Regions from separate parts of the Mus musculus genome. Here region 1 is linked to region 2. A link is a contact called in public HiChIP or PLAC-seq data. All regions are on one chromosome and are shown on one strand. The core of a region is the stretch at or near the end of the contact, and the rest is flanking DNA. Distances in the headings are between cores, read along the strand shown. Region 1 overlaps Prex2 (phosphatidylinositol-3,4,5-trisphosphate-dependent Rac exchange factor 2). Region 2 has its middle 130 kb from the start of Cpa6.

The links. HiChIP or PLAC-seq counts read pairs in DNA pulled down with a chosen protein or histone mark.
Region 1: an H3K27ac HiChIP or PLAC-seq map of embryonic stem cells shows a contact between it and region 2, with 9 read pairs. The contact joins two enhancer-like sites. A contact is called at or near these places in 1 of 484 Hi-C or Micro-C datasets (embryonic stem cells), 7 of 115 datasets of contacts at active chromatin or transcription factors (the SCID.adh cell line, embryonic fibroblasts and embryonic stem cells) and 3 of 9 other capture datasets (adipose tissue, embryonic stem cells and pancreatic islet).

What each region holds. Positions count from the first base shown.
Region 1 is chr1:11,095,842-11,099,751 of GRCm38.p6, reverse strand. Prex2 (phosphatidylinositol-3,4,5-trisphosphate-dependent Rac exchange factor 2) reads right to left here. Exons shown (of 40, transcript NM_029525.1): 7 at 1,156-1,289. Among named protein-coding and RNA genes, the nearest start is that of Gm24173, 36 kb to the left of the region's middle. Within about 2 kb of position 2,236, at least 28 of the 459 cell types and tissues checked have an H3K27ac peak or open chromatin away from gene starts, as enhancers often do. A contact at or near this core is called in embryonic stem cells, where this site is marked.
Region 2 is chr1:10,851,707-10,855,548 of GRCm38.p6, reverse strand. It overlaps the pseudogene Gm28659. Among named protein-coding and RNA genes, the nearest start is that of Cpa6, 130 kb to the right of the region's middle. Within about 2 kb of position 2,383, at least 9 of the 459 cell types and tissues checked have an H3K27ac peak or open chromatin away from gene starts, as enhancers often do. A contact at or near this core is called in embryonic stem cells, where this site is marked.

The DNA of each region.
Region 1 (3,910 bases), core at 987-3,486, 240 kb before region 2:
AAAAATAAGTCCTAGGGCATGAAGATGAATGCATTGTCCTTGGTTCTTGTGATTGCAATATTATGGGATGTTGAAGGAGAATTCAGTTTACTCTGCTCTCAAAGTAGTTCTAGGCCTCCAAAGGCTTGATGAAGCCTGTGAACGATCTGGGTTGTTTCTGGTTGAAGGAATTATTCACAGGCTTCTCTATGTTGGAAGAAAGGACACCTCAATCTAGTTCAGTGGTTCCCAGTGTTCCTAACACTGTGACTGTTTAGTGCAGTACCTCATGTTGTCATGACTCCCAACCATAAGATTATTTCATTGTTACTTATAACTGTACTTTTCCTACTGTTATAAATCATAATTTAAATAGCTGACATGCAGGATATCTGATATGCAGGATATATAAGGGGTCACAGCCCACAGGTTGAGAATTACTGATCAAGTTATTCCCATTTCTAGCCACTGTGCAGTCTGCATTGTGAATAAGGATATCTACTATAGACATAATAAGATTTTACTTCAATATAACCTTTCAGTAATTTTCTGGGTGACGATAAGATCACATTACACCAGTATACTGATAATAATTTTGCAAAAGTTCTGGATTTGATGATAGACACACTAGCTTTCAGGATGGGATGATTAAAGTGGAGGTTCAAATTCATAACTGCTAGTGCTAACAAGCTTCAGGTACCAGCATAGGACTGGTGGCAGAGGTGTTAACAGGGAAGGGAATGGGGGCCCAAGGTTCTCAATGTGTCACGTACAGGAATTTTGAAAATAGCCTGGATGATGACAGAAGCAGACTGGAAATTGATCAGAGATCAAAGCAGAGACACTATGTTCTGTGAGTGATCAATTGGGAAAACATATGAACAGAATCTCACATTGCCAACTCTCCTACAGATACAGGAAGAAATGGCTCAGAAGCTAACTAAGAAAGGGGGAACACACCAACATCTCTGATAGGTTATGCCTCCCCTTGAAAGAGCTGTTGGGGGAAAGTCACAAGAGATACTGAGTCATTGGCCATGATTACCCAGCAGGTAAAGAAAGCAAGCAAGCAGGCTGGGCTGAAATGGGTTATTAGTGAGATGAGTTCTAGGATTCCTGTGGGGATCCTGTAAGATCAAAATAATAATTCCAAAATGTGAATTTTTATAAGCTTACCTGTGTTTTCTTTTGCAGTATACTAAAAGATTATCAAAAAGAAAAAACACTCGTTCTTGAATATTTCCGGAAGAAATTTTCATTAGGACTCCACACATCAGCATCTCAGTACAGGTGTCAGTAATGTTGGACCCCTGAGGCAGGAAAAGAAATGATGATTTGTCTGATTGCCTAACATTATTATCTTTATAGTGCTGGGATCAAATGAAGGGTGTCTTACAAGTAAGACAAGTACAATGCCACTGTACCTTATCTGCAAGTCCTGCCTGACTTTTTGTATGCAATTATGCTCTTTAACTTTTCACTTGTTTTGTTTTTTTTTTTTCATTAACAACTATCATGTACACAGTCAAGGTGGTTACACTGAATGCTGTCTCCGTCCCAGTCTGCATAGAGAATCTACGTTTACCCAGAGACAACTGAAGCTCCAACAGCAGCCATGCTAAAACAGGCCCATAGACAACTACAGAGGTAAGGGTGGAAAATCTTCCCTAGTTAAGAGCACACCAACTGATCATCCAATATCAAATGGTCAGCCTAGCAACTCAAGTATAACAGGGAAGGAAAAGACACAATCACATACACACATGTGCACGTGCGTGTGCATGTGTACATACACCCCCACACACCCCCACAGGCATACATGCACACACATATTCACACACTTGCACATATATACTTGTAACAACAATAACAAGAAAGAGGAAGGGAGGTCACGAATTTCAAAGAAGACAAGGAAGTGGGTATATGACAGACAGAGTTTGGGGCCAGGCAAGGGAAGGGAGGAATGATATAATTTCATTATAATCTCAAGAATTAAAAAAAAAAAGAAGAAGAAGCCTGTTATTAGCGGGTATCAATTTAAAGATATCATCTAATTATAGAAAGGAGGAGACAATAGAAAAAGAAAAATGGACTGGAGGGAGACTTAGAGGATGAGAGGCTTGGTTCCCATCACCCAGGCCAGGTGGCTCACAAGCCCTTGAACTCCAACCCACCAGGGATCTGATGCCTCTAGCTGATTCTTAACACAGACCTGAGAGGAGAATAGAGGCCAGAGAGAAGCAGCCACTCCCAGGCATCAACATAATTTAGCTCAGCAGAGAGCTGAACACACCGCTCTCAACACCTCCACTGGGCTCCTACAGTGTCTGGCTCACTTCCTGCTAGCACTTGTAAGCTGTTTGCTGCCACCTAGCCATCCATATACTGCACAGGCTGAGTCAGATTTAAGAGAGACAAATAAAAGAATTCAAACTTTCAGCTGGTCTCTACAGCTAGAATATTTCAGCTTTAAATGTGCCTGCTTTCTTTTAACCCATAGGTAAATTGCTGGGTTTTATTTAAATCAAAGTTTCTATCTTTTGGTTTTGATACTTAATATTCAAAACATTAAGCATAGCCTCATATTTCCATAATAATTACTGATAGGTTATATCTCCAATGTCAATGAAAAGATCCATTTCAAAATAGATTAGATTAGATTAAAGGCAGGTTAGTTAGGAATTAGGATTGAGGCCAGGGGAATCTCCAAGGGGAAGTGGGAGGAGAGAAAGAGAGAAAGAGCATGAGTACAGAGAAAAGAGAAGAAGAAGAGAGCAAGAAAGACAAAAATGTCTGGGTTATATAGGAAAAGCCTCTGAGGGAATGGCAGCCCAGCTCCTGGGCTGGGAGTTTAGGATTGGGGGCAAGGTATGTCAGGTAAGGATTGGGGAATGCTGGGAGAACCTGAAGGCCAGTTCTGCTTTGATATGTAAAATACATACCTCAGTCCTTTGTCCAAAGTCCTTTGTCCAAACAACTACTAGTATTGGTCTTATAGTCTACTACAAATAGAGTTAAACAAAAACTCAAATCTATTTTAAAATTCTAAAGTAGAAATTAATAAAGAGGTGTTATTATATTCACTTGCTTATCTATATTCCAAACATATTTTGTTTTAGGAAACCTCTTCTTAAAATTTCTTTTTATCCTGACAGAACAGAATCAAATGGAGATGTTGTAAATCTTTACACAGTTTGATCAACACTCCTGTGCTCACTGAGCCCCAAATTACCATGAACATGAACCTAGGTCTCAATACAGTAGCATGATTGCTTATTACTTCCTTGTGAGTATATAATTCCTTATTTTGGGGATAACCACAGTTAAAATAGCATTTTAAAGAAAGCATACTTACCAAGACTCAAGGACTTTAAGCTTAATTACTAAACAGTGTCATGTTAATGATATTCATTCATCAAAATACCTCACTGTGAATCCAGAACCTACAGCTAAAACCACATAATTGATCCACCCAAAGTGAGGTGAAATTGAGTGTGGCCCAGTACTATGAAGTAAGTCAACAGCTCTAATTAAATATCTGGTAGTTTTCTTGGCAAAGTAGATTCTTTGTTGGCCTATGAGCTCACAAGGTCTAGTAGGGTACTCTGAAACTCTTCACTTTCTGGCTGTATCTCACTTTTTCATTATCAAAATCTTCTCAAATATAGTGGGTATTGCCATTCTCCTGGGAAGTAATATAATAAACTGTGGTGGTAAAAGGATAATTTCAAAGATTAGCAGTTAAAGCATAAGCTGTATATTTTCTTGGCCATAGTTATTGCATAAATGCTGAGAAAAACTTGTATTTACTGCTAAAGGGCAGGTAAGAAAACAATACTTCAAAGAATCAGCTTTTTTTTTTCCTTAGTTGTAAATTTACAGACCTAAACTTTATCAGCTTCTTGTTTTGAGAAACTGGGTATGCTAATTA
Region 2 (3,842 bases), core at 1,134-3,633:
CATGCAGTTACAAGAGTTGAGCATCTCTAATTCCCAAATCCTACACTGTTTGAGTGTCAACATGATACAGAGTTTCATGAACAAAATTACTAAAAGAATTTTATATATAAAGACTAGAGATGTAGCTCAATGGTAGAGTATTTATGTGGTATGTAACAGGTCCTGTGTTCTACTCCAAGCACTGGAAAAAATTAAAATAAAAGTGTTATGCAAATTATCTTTAGGATATATGTATGTGGTATGTATGGAACACCATGAGTTCATGTTTAGATCTAAGTCCCATCCCCAATCTTATTATGCATATCCAAACACTTCAGCATCCCAAAGGGTATCCAAAAATCTCAAGTACTTCTTGCCCAAGTAATAGGAAGAAGATATACTCAGCCTGTGGAAACTACTAGATTTGACTTTCATTTGCTTGTAATAGATGGGGCTTTCATATATGATTTGATTATGCTTCAAACTTTATCATTTATTTATAGCAGAAGCAATATTTGACCTAGGTTCTTTGGAAGAGTTAAACATGCTTTAACTCTTAGAAAAATAGCTCTCTGGTAGAACCAAATCTATGACTCTGCTCTTTCAAAGCGCAGTTACGTGAATAGCTAGAGAAAACTAGTCCTTCCTAAAAATAACTATTATTTTCAAATTTTTACATGACATCTTTTCAAGAGTAAAGGAAATATACCAGTAGGAAGAATAAAGGCATAATGTGACATTCTTATAATATGTCACTCTGAGAATAATTTAAAGTAAAAAATCGGTTTTTTATGCCTTATGGCTAGTCATTTAAATGTTAATCTACTTCTCTGTTTAGCATAACAACAGAACTGACCTCCTCCAGACTCCAGAGAGACCCCAGCTGCCCTGTCCATTGCCTGAAACTGAAACAGCTGAAACAGCTTCCAAATGCCATGATCATTTTCCTAGTCCAATTTTCATGTATAGCCCACAGAATGCTAATTAAATGCAATTTGTAAATTACATGTTTATTCTATTGAATGATAGGCATGCAATTTTTATTTGTCTAATATCTAGACAGACACAAAGTGATCATTTCTTTAACAATATTTTGTCACAGATACTTTTATATGAATTTTACTTTGTATAATGATGGTTACTCATTATTCAGATTTGTAGGGGTTTTATTTGAAAGTACACACATGAATACCTGATAAGTGGATGGGGCCACATTTTGTTTCTGCTGCCTAAACCTAGCAGAATGTGATCATTTGGGATAAGGTCACATGTATTTCAGCTTTCTGTGAAAATAGAATTAATGAACCTATCAAGACAAGAAACTACCTTTCCCAACATGCCACAGTCTCAATGTATGAGTCCCTCAAAAAATTGACATGTTGAAACTTAACCACTATTATGATATTCTTAAAAGGATCGTAGTAGCCTTGCTAGTGAGGCTGGAGAGCTATTTGTTTCTGCCCTGTGAGAACACAACAGGAAGCTCCAGGTAAGCGGCAGAGAGTAGGTTTTTTTTTTTTTTTTCCAGACACTCAATCTGCATGCAGCTGGATCGTGCTTTCTTACCTTCCAGAGCTGTAAGCAACACATTTCTGTAGCTCACAAGTTTCCAGTCCATAATATTTTGTTATGGTATCATGAGCAGGCAATAACAGAACGCAAGAGTTTTCTCCTTAGGACTTTACATTGATAAAGAATGGAAAAGGGGTGCTGCTGACTTGCTTCAATACATTCTCATTTCCCAGCAAGAGTTTTACCAGACACACATGACTCACATGTCAACAAATTATTCAGAGTCACATGAATACCATCAGTCTGCAAATATTGGCCTTTTAAGTTCCTAGAAATATACCATTTCCCCCAGACTTTTATATCACTTTCTTTCTTCACTTTTATTTGTGTGTGTGTGTGTGTGTGTGTGTGTGTGTGTGTGTATTTATAGTATGAAATGCAGTGTATGAGTGTGTGGATGTGCATAGCTATGAAGACAGCAGAACAAGATACCTTATTGCCTTGAGGCAGGCTTTCTTACTAACCGGAAGCTTAGCCCTTTCAGCTTGGCTGGATGGCCATTGAGCTCTCTAGATATGACTGTCTGTACCCTGAAAGGTTGGGGTTGCAGGCACAAGCCATATCTGTCTCTTTATATGAGCACTGGAGATTTGAACTCAGATCCTTATTCTTCAAAAGCTAGCAATCCTACCTGAATGAGCCATCTCCCCATCCTACTCTTTCTTTTTTTAATTAAAGGTGGCTCCTAACACCACGCCCATCCTTTCCTACAAGCTTCAATTTCACTACATTTGGAAAACTTTAGCCTAAGAAGATCAAGGGCTCAGTCTCACCAAATATTCAGAATCAACAGCACCTTTGTCAGGTCTTATTTAACTTTCAGAGTCCTGTTTTCTTGTGGAGCCTGACCTTGACCCCTAGGTTCAAGAGCTCCTCTTTCCTCAGATTCCTAAGTACCAGTGATTACAAGTGAATGCTGAAAAGTCTGACTGGATTTTTAAATAATAAAAAAGCTATCTACTAATCGGGAAGAGACCTGACTTCTGATGAAAGTATACATCAACCTTTGCTTATATCTAACCTAGAAAGCTATATAAAAGGATAAATGTTGTCTGTCATACCTTGGCTTAGACAAAACACTAGAGTCCTTCTTAATTCTAAGTTAGCTTCAAAGAAAGTAAGAGGATTATTCTAAAACCATCCTGGCTCTTGTCAGTAACCAAAGCATTCTGAGTCGAATTTAGTAGCATGTTCTTTCTTTAAGGAAATGGATCATTTATTTTCACAGTTAAAAGAAAAGTTGGGATGTGCTATTATGAGTACTAAAGTTTTAAATTAAAAAAAAGCAAAAAAAAAAAATATGAAAGAGAAGTTAGTACTGTCTTGTAGAACTTACAAATAATTTTAATTTAATGAAATTGGAACTTATGTAATATTTATTTTGAGGTGATTCTGTTATAGCCATTTTACTCATCAACATGAAAAATATTAAAATATATTAATATCTTTATTAACGCATTTTACCTTAATTAAAAGGGAAGTACATCATTTTCCCCCATCCCTCTCAAATTCATGGCCTTTTTCTTTAATTACTACCACTGCATACAGGTAAGTGAATAAATATATAAATACAACTTGCTGAGTTGTATGTGTTTTTAGGACTGACTATTTTGCATTGGATACAGTTAGGGGCTCATCCCTAGAGAAGGCTGAGTCTCATTCTCTCTACAGTCATTAGCTCTCTATAGCTCTTCATGTAAAGGTGGGGCCCCACAAGACTCCCTCCATCCATGTTGACATGTAAACTGTTCTCATTGTTCAGATCTTGGTGATATTTCATGGTTGTAGCTTCCCTAGTATATCTAGAAGACACAACCTGTCAACAGACATACACTTCCCTCTGCCTCTTTTGCAATTCACAATGCAAGTCTCCCCCAGCCTGATATGTAAGGGTTCTGTAGTAGATGTATCACATAGAGCTAAGCACCGTGTAGTCAGTTGTTGTCTGCATTTTGACCAGTTGTGGATTTTGTAATTTTCTCTGTTTGCTACATACTCTACTTTAACAAGGGATAAAAGCAGTACATATTCACGGGTATAAGGATAAGTATTTGCAATGTACTTGGGGTTATCCTGGTTTAGGAAAGTGGCAGTAATAGGTTCTCCTCTAAGACCCATGAACTCACTATCCACAGATAGATAGCTAGGTTTACAAGTGCAAGGCATGATCTTTCTCTTGTCAACTAGGCTTTAAGTCAAATTAGACAGTTGTTGGTTATTGCTCAGATATAAGTGACAGCATGACACTTTTAGTGATCTCATGCCTTGGTTATTGCAGCTCATAGGCATCA